Linked DNA regions of Sus scrofa: all the other regions are linked to region 1. The links are chromatin contacts, called in public Hi-C maps. All regions are on one chromosome and are shown on one strand. Each heading gives the region's core, a stretch centred on a gene start, on an enhancer-like site or on the middle of the called end of the contact. The rest is flanking DNA. Distances are from core to core; before and after follow the strand shown.

Region 1 (2,700 bases), core at 190-2,689:
CAGTATTTCACGGTGGGCAGATTATGCAATGTATGCAAGGACAAATCCCACAACCTCCCCGAGCGCTGGTAAAACACGCTGACGACAAACAGGGTGGAAAACGTCTGTGCAGACTCAGCCCCGGACACAAACAAACGCAGCGCAGGCATTCTCCGAATGCCGTCACCGTTCACGCTACCAATGCTCTTTCTCAACGAGAAAATCAAGACTATTGCCCATTAGTCAGCCCCCCTCCTCTCCTCCGCCGCCAGCCCCGCAGAAGGCACGAGAAAGGAAAGAGCGCTGCCCTTCCCCAGGAGATGGCTCAGTCTCCCCGGCGCTCTTCTCTACCAAAACATCAATTTTCCTGAAATCAGGAGACATTATGCAACAGTGGCGGGGGGAGCGCAAGCCAGCTCGGACTACGTGCCGGCGCGAGGGCGCTGCAATCAAAGCAGCCACCTTAAGGTGGCGAGTCCCCTCCTGACAAGGCAGCAAAAGTTTATGTAATGAATGCCCCGCGCACACTCGCAGCCGCCGGCCAGTCCCGCGCACAGCCCGGCCCCGCGCGCAGCCCGGTCCGCGCCCAGTGCCCGCCGGCCGCGCGCCCCAGGAGCGGGCGGGGAACGGGGCACCGGGCCCGGGCAGGCGGTGGGCGGAGCGCTTACCGTGTTCCTGCTCTCGGGCCGGCGAGCCGGGGCGACAGGGAGAAAGAGCAGGGAGTCGGGAGCCGAGCTGGAGGCGCTCAGGGATCCGGGTCCGGCCAGGCCTCCGGGACGGCAGGAGCGGCGAGGGCGCGGCGCGGGAGGCGGGCGGCGCGCCGGGTCCGCGGGCGCCGTGGCCGCGCCGGGAGATGTGTGTTAGTAGGTCAGTTCCGAGCGCGGCGCTACGTCGCCGCCCGCCAGCCTAGCCGTGACGGGCGGCCGCGGCCCCAATCGCTGTGCCCGCACCCGCCCCCAGCCCACCGCCAATGGCCGCAGCCGGCGGGGGCGGGCTCTCACAGGCCCCGCCCCCGCCCGCGCCCCCTCCCGGCAGCGCCACCAGCAAGCAGCCCGCGTCCCTTCCCGGCCGCGGCTACTGCCACCGCCCGAGCGCCTGGAGGACCCGCGCCCAGCGCCTCGCGCCCCGCTTCAGGGCTGCACAACGGCCAGCGTGGCCACCTCGACCGGGGCAAGCCTGAGGAGGGGCCCGAGACCCCCTACCTTGCCGTCCCTCTCCCCTCACCGTTGCCTTCACCCTCTCGGTCACCGAGGTACCTAAGCCCAGCGACCCTCGCTCACTCGCAGAGGCGCGTTTTGTTTCCCCGAGCGCTCAGCGAGCCAGGCTACCTGTTGCCGACCGAGTACCAGGCGGAGGGCTGGAGGCTGCCTCGACCCGGGCGTGGCAGGGACCTCCGCCTTCCCCTCTCTAAACGCCGAGAGGACCCCTCCTCCTGGGGGTGGGCGAGAGAGGAGGCCGAGGGTGAGCGCAGGCGAGCGGCCAGAACTCAGGGCCGGCCGCAGAGGGGAGGGAGGCGGGTGGCGGTTCCGAGCCCCGCGGTGCTGCGTTGGCAGCGATTACAATGCCCCGCGCGTCTCCCTTGGGAGCGCGACGGCCGGGAGCGCGGGGGGTGGGGTGGGGGGAGAAAGCGCAACGCACGAACACCGCCCCCTACACAATTAGGGCGAAGATGACGGCTGCAAAGTTGTTGCGTAACACGACTGGGAAACGAAGCTGGCCAAGGTCCATCTGCCCCCTCCCCCGGCCATGCCGAGAGTGGCCGCCCGGAGTGCGGGTCCGCGGGCCGGGTGCGCCCATCCTGTACGCTCGCTGGTGTTTGCTGCTGGCGCTTGAGACAGAGGTTCAGAGTCTCTTGATCTTGAAGTAGAAGCAAGTCGGTCATTTCTGCCTCTAATTGGATGCAATTGTCTTCTTCCCAAATTCCCGGGCTACGTAACAGACGTAAAGAAATGGGGGAAAGGGCACCTCCCGGCGAGTCAGGTCATTGAGCTAAAGACTGTAAAGGCACGTGGCACACACACGGCGCATTTCCTGATAGATAGATAAATCGATAAAAGCGGCAGCGCCTGCCTTTTACGAAGGGAGCCATATTCTTGATAGTGACGCACAGATTGCCCAAATAGGGAATGTGGCAGGTGCGGAAAGACCTCCTGCTCTGCTTGGACTGTGTGGAAGCTGGGCTGAATGCCTTGCATGACTTTCCACTTCTTTTTCTTATGATAAAATATTCTTTAAAAAAGTTGAACTAAACACCAAAATATAGAGTGAACACCTTCCTTTCTCCCAGCTACCCTCACCGAGGTCTATCATCAATAGAAAATCTGCTTGCTAAGTTTGTCTCTTCTATCTTCCTCAGTCTCTTACTGAGGAATTGTAAGTACCCCCAAATGGATGCTTAAACATTCTTATCACATATTAGGTTTTGGAAAGCTTCACGTTTCAAACTATTCTCCAAGGACAATGCTGCTGTTCAGAACACACACATGTTCACGATTCACCTGGTAAGGTGTAGATTTACCAACAAGGCTCTGACAATATAGACCTGCAATATGGGTTTTAGCATCTTCCCCAAATGCACCTTTCCAAGTGCTCACCAATTCAAGAAGCACATCTGTGTGTGGCTTCTGAGTCAGTCACCTGTATTAGATATTTATTCCAAAGAACTGACTCCATTGATGAAAATGAATCCTGATTTTGGTTTATATTCTCCACTTTTCTCAC
Region 2 (2,700 bases), core at 122-2,621, 78 kb after region 1:
GGAGGTTTGCAGGAAAGTTTGATGTAGCCTTAAATTAAGCAGGAGATTTCTCTAGGGCTGACAGTGCTGATTTGTTATGATTCCATAGGTTACTTTGCTTTTATTTTCCTTCTCACTTCTTTTTTCTTTTCTTGGTTTTTTTCTTCTTCTTCTTCTTCTTCTTCTTCTTCTTCTTTTTAGGGCCACACCCGGGGCATATGGAGGTTCTCAGGCTAGGGATCAAATCAGAGCTAATGAGCTGCATCTATGACCTACACCACAAACGACAGCAACGTCAGATCCTTAGCCCACTGAGCGAGGCCAGGGATCAAACCCAAGTCCATCGTGGATACTAGTTGGATTTGTTTCCACTGAACCATGACGGGAAATCCTCTAAGTGCTACATTTTAATAGAGCATCAAAGAGAAAAAGAACTGTCTTAAAATAATCATGATAGTAAGTTGGCAGAGTAATAGGAATAGAAATATTTGGATACTACTTTTTTCCCATTTTAATTCATTTTAGTACACTTTAAAGTAATTGGATAGACATTAATGGATAACTTCATAATGTTTGTGTTTGTGTGTGCTGGAAAATGCTTTTAATAGATGATACATTTAAATAAGCAATGCTAAGCATCATCTAGTATAACCTAATTACTGGCTTTTTGCATCAGAAAAAAAAAAAAAAAACCCTAGTAAATGTAGAGAAATTCAAGATGTTTTCTCAGTTCCCAGAACATAATTTTCTATCATGGGAATTATTTTGACAGTATTAGCAAATGGGAGCTTTTTTCCCTCTTGCTTTTGGACATGAAACCGGACCTTTTGGCCCTTCTACAAGTGATTATTAATCTTTCCAGATTTCCACTATTTAAAAAGCTCTATAAAGAAGTTCTGTGGAACACAACACTGTAACCGAACCCAGTTTGAAGACAGATGACTAATTTCCGAAACTATTTCTGGATTTTCCCTCTTACTACTTGTAGCCTCAAACAGCTCCCACAGAAAATTTCACTGTGAAGTTCTCTTCCCTCCCGTCCCAGCCCCCTCTTCCCTTGAGAGGTAGAAAGTGGAAGGTTAATAATGGAATTTTTAAAAAATGATTCCACTGGGCCCGGCCTGCTATTCACTAGCAAGGAATGTGGTTGTGCTTATATGGCCGAGGTTAGTCTAAAAGAATTTTCATAAACCACCAATCGCATTACATCAATGCATCATCTGAAATCCCATGGTGATTTTCCTAAACATAACTAGCTCACTGGCTTCACACATATTATCTCTTCTTGTCATTGCAAAAAATTCTCTAAATGTTTATATTCTTACAGGGCTGTGCTAAAATGGCCAGTTAGCTAATGTGGAACCTTAAGGGGAAAGTATTGCATAACCCACCAAGAAATAAGGCTGGGATGGAAATATAGCCATCAAGCTCAACTGTCAGAATATCATGCCTCCCTAAAACCTGCATCCAATACAAGGCATCTCATTAACTCCTTTGTCTCTCTTTCTCTATGATTGGGGCAGGATGGGTGGGGAAGACTTTGGTATGGAAAGGGCAGGGGTTGGAAACGACAGGTCGCAGTAGAGGGACTTGGAGAGACCCATTTCTCTTTCCAAAACACCGTGTGACAAAACTGCCCTCCACCCCCAGCCCTGGCCTCTCTTCTAAGTTCCAGATGCAAACATCCAGCTGCTTCCAGGGCATCGCCACAGGGGTCTCCCTCGGGCACTTTACGAGGGCTTGGCTCTGCCCTGGGCTACAGGTCACCAGCCAGAACCCCTGAGGACCACCCCGTTTGTCGCCACGCTGTCCCCTTAGCACAGGGCCCAGGGGTGGACATGTGAGGTCGCCAGTCTGCCCATTATAGCGGGACTCGCAGTGCCCCAACCATCACCACAGAAGCTGAACAAGGGATCCGACCTGAGGATGGAGGAGAAAGGCAGTAATTACACAGAGGATGATATGCTTGGGAGAAGCATTTAACTCTGAGTGCTAAAAGGACTATCTGAGCATCCAGGGGGAAAGTCTAAAAACCCCAAACACCAGAGTTCCCTTTGTGGCTCAACGGTTAACAAGCCCAACTAGTATCCATGAGGATGTGGATTCGATCCCTGGCCTTGCTCAGTGGGTTCAGGATCCGGTATTGCTGTGAGCAGACGTGGCTCGGATCTCGAGTGGCTGTGGTGGTGGTGGAGGCGGGTGGCTACAGCTCCGATTGGACCCCTAGCCTGGGAACCTCCATATGCTGCGGGTGCAGGTTTCAAAAGACAAAAAAAAAAAAAAAAAAAAAAAAAAAAAAAAAAAAAACCCAGAAAAACAAAAAACAAAAACCCCAAACTCCTCCCCATGGTGCTTTGCATGCACAGCGCAAAGCCTTTTCCCTGCCCACTTCGAGCTGCAAAGGTGTGACTCCCAGCATCTCAGGGAAGCCCACCCGGACTGCTCTTCCTGTTACTGCCTCTCCAGCCCCCTCCAGGGTCTGAGTTCTGGCCACTCTGTGTTCCTTGTTGTTTCTCCAAATGCTGCAAGCTGTTCTATCCTCCCTGCCATCATGCTTATTATTTTTCTTGGACTTCCTTCATCTTTTAGCTACTCTGTCTGACTTCTTCCAAATCCCTCTAGTCCTTGTCTTAAGCATCCCCTTCCCTGAAACCTCAGCTGAGTTAGAGGAATAGCAGTATCAGTAAGGGTGCTGCACTGGACCCTGTAACACAGGACCCG
Region 3 (2,700 bases), core at 135-2,634, 120 kb before region 1:
TTCAGGCTGTTCTGGTTCATGCAAATTTCAAATTGAAATGACTCAGGGATAATGCAAAACTCATGATCTTTTCATGGGTTGCCCCTGGTGCTTAGAATGATAGAGCCTCATTCAAAAAAGTAATATGGGAGTTCCTGCCGTGGCTCAGTGGAAACGAATCTGACTAGCATCCATGAGGACACAGGTTTGATCCCTGGTCTCGCTCAGCGGGTTAAGGACCCAACGTTGCCGTGAGCTGTGGTGAAGATCACAGGCACGGCTTAGATCTGGCGTTGCTATGGCTGTGGCATAGGCTGGCAGCTATAGCTCTGATTGGACCCCTAGCCTGGGAACCTCCATATGCTGTGGGTGCAGCCCAAAAATTAAAAAAAGGGAAAAAAATACATCTACTCGAAAAAGGACAGAAGCTGTCCAAGCAGTTGCTAGGGCATCAACCCACTAGTAGTTTTATTATTTGGTGATGAGTATGATGAACAGCAGCCCTATCAAATACCACACACTTCAGATGGAAGAGACTCTCAGAAGGCTTTGAGAACCCGTATGGCTTAGCTGATCTTAAAAATCAAAACCAGACTTCTCTCAGTCCAGAAACAGATTATTATTTTAATGAGACTTTTATAAATTATAATATACAGATTTCATTTTCTATCTCTGGTTCAAAAACTGGTTAACTATCCTATGAAGGAGAATCATTTCTATTAATTTTATTTCTGACTTTGGAAATGTAAAGTTAGGTGGCCATCCTTAATATATATATATAGAATGTAGACATTAAAAAGGTACCATCTTACCACAAAAAAGAAATAATAAGTGTGTGACATGATGGAGGTATTTGCTAATGCTACAGTGCTAGTTATATTATGATATGTAAACAAATCAATACATACAACTTAAATTTACACAGGTTATGTCAATTATATATCAATTTAAAATAAATACATAAAGTAAAAATGAATAAATAAAAATAAAATAAAAAGATATCATCCCTAGAAATCTCTTCTCTCTCTTCCATAGGTATTCCGATAACATGAAATTCCTCAGAGATCTATTCATATCTGTTGAAGTGCTCTGAGTTTTATTCATACATGAAAGAATTTATCAAACTCGTCCTAATTTTCCCTAAAAGATGTTTTTCTTAGTAAGTTTTTTTCAAGAAAATATGAGTCATCTCAAAGTACATGCTAGTTTCATAGTTATCTAATGTGCTTGTTTTTACATATGGTATTTCTTCTACCTGAGAGCATTTAATAATCTTAGAGGAAACTCAATAAAGCACTCCTTTAGAAAAGCAGAGTATCAGTTTCAGAGAACTGAGAACTATCAAAATGGCAGGTACATCAGAGTGTGACTGAATGAACAGAAACCGCCAGGAGCAATGGCTATTCCCAACAGCATTAGGAAGAAATTATGACTCAACGTGTTACGCAACCAACAGGATCAGATACTATTTTGAGTTCAGTACCAGGAAATGAGCCAGGTATGACAAAGAAGATAATAATCCTTTGAATGCTCCTAAAAATATAATAAAAGCAAACAATTAAAGTTTCGCTATTTTAGGAGAAAAATAAATGATCTGCAAGGGAAGGTCCAGTCTCCTCCAGAGTCTGCAGGACACCCTCTGCAAACATAACTGGAGTCAGAAGGCCGAGAAGGTGGGGGAAAACAAGTGAGGGGCTCCTTTCAGCTCTGAGATAAATACAATGCACGATGTGGGTTTTCAGATGTTTCTAGAAAAACAGCAACAATGCGAATACTAAGGGAAAATGCTCGTGTGAGTCATGGAGTTTTAAATTTGATTTTGCTGCAAAGTAGTGTTCTTATAGAAAACAGAGAAATCACATCTTTCAAGAGAAATGCCCATCTAGTAATATCAGAAGTCTGACTTTACTGAAATCATTTGAGGAGAACAGAAATAAAATCGAAGTTTAACAGGAAGTAATAATAAATTCCAAATTATCCCTATTTCAGCTCAAACTTTACCTTCAGGTTAATGTATTCTCTCCCACGGCCATCATCGAGTTTCAAAGCAAGCACCAAAAAGAAAAATAAAATCAACCACTCCTCCCCAAAGCCTGCATGCTTGCCATGCCTCAGCTCTCTGGAGGCCTGGCCAGGGCCGCTGAGAAAGGAGCAGGCCTGGACACAAACAGACACATTCACCTTAGGGGGGAGGGGACGGAGGGAGCCCTGTAAATGGGAGCTACCTTTCCCAGGAGTCAGAAGAGTGACCACTGTGCATTCTGAGAAAAGCTGCTTGACTTTTCTAAGCCTACCACTTAGCCGCCTGCGCCTTATTTTTTTTTCTTAATAGCTGCACCCATGGCATATGTAAATTCCCAGGCCAGGGGTTGAATCTGAGCTGCAGCTGCTACCTAAGCCACAGGTGCAGCCATGCTGACCCCTTTAATCCACTACACCAGGCTGGGGATCAAACCTACACCTCTGCAGCAACCTGAGCCACACTGCAGTCAGATTCTTAACCCACTGTGTCACAGCAGGAACTCCCCACCTTCCTTCTTATCCTTCTATATACTACCTATGCATCTAGCAAAATATGAGAGAGTTTGCTTATTACATGTGGCCACTGTCCTAAGCACCTTCAAAATATTATTCAAATCTCCTACCAGCTTTATGACATCAGAACTCTTACTGGGTCAAGGAGTTGCTGTTACTTGCCCAGTACAGCCACAATTCAAGCAC

The links. Hi-C and Micro-C count contacts between places; a contact is called where the count stands out from the background.
Region 2: a Hi-C map of embryonic fibroblasts shows a contact between it and region 1, with 3 times the contacts expected there. The contact joins the enhancer-like site here to the promoter of NFIL3 in region 1. A contact is called at or near these places in 4 of 47 Hi-C or Micro-C datasets (embryonic fibroblasts, fibroblasts and mesenchymal stem cells) and 2 of 2 datasets of contacts at active chromatin or transcription factors (alveolar macrophages and skeletal muscle).
Region 3: a contact with region 1 is called in a Hi-C map of skeletal muscle, with 4 times the contacts expected there. The contact joins the enhancer-like site here to the promoter of NFIL3 in region 1. A contact is called at or near these places in 1 of 5 promoter capture datasets (liver), 5 of 47 Hi-C or Micro-C datasets (heart right ventricle, liver, psoas muscle and 2 more) and 1 of 2 datasets of contacts at active chromatin or transcription factors (skeletal muscle).

What each region holds. Positions count from the first base shown.
Region 1 is chr14:2,602,335-2,605,034 of Sscrofa11.1, forward strand. It overlaps NFIL3 (nuclear factor interleukin-3-regulated protein), which reads right to left and starts at 1,440. Exons shown (of 2, transcript XM_001928870.6): 1 at 1,308-1,440.
Region 2 is chr14:2,680,485-2,683,184 of Sscrofa11.1, forward strand. No RefSeq gene overlaps it. Among named protein-coding and RNA genes, the nearest start is that of NFIL3, 78 kb to the left of the region's middle. Within about 2 kb of position 1,372, at least 15 of the 83 cell types and tissues checked have an H3K27ac peak or open chromatin away from gene starts, as enhancers often do. A contact at or near this core is called in embryonic fibroblasts and skeletal muscle, where this site is marked.
Region 3 is chr14:2,486,232-2,488,931 of Sscrofa11.1, forward strand. The region is part of intron 4 of AUH (methylglutaconyl-CoA hydratase, mitochondrial); the gene reads right to left. Among named protein-coding and RNA genes, the nearest start is that of AUH, 59 kb to the right of the region's middle. Within about 2 kb of position 1,385, at least 18 of the 83 cell types and tissues checked have an H3K27ac peak or open chromatin away from gene starts, as enhancers often do. A contact at or near this core is called in skeletal muscle, where this site is marked.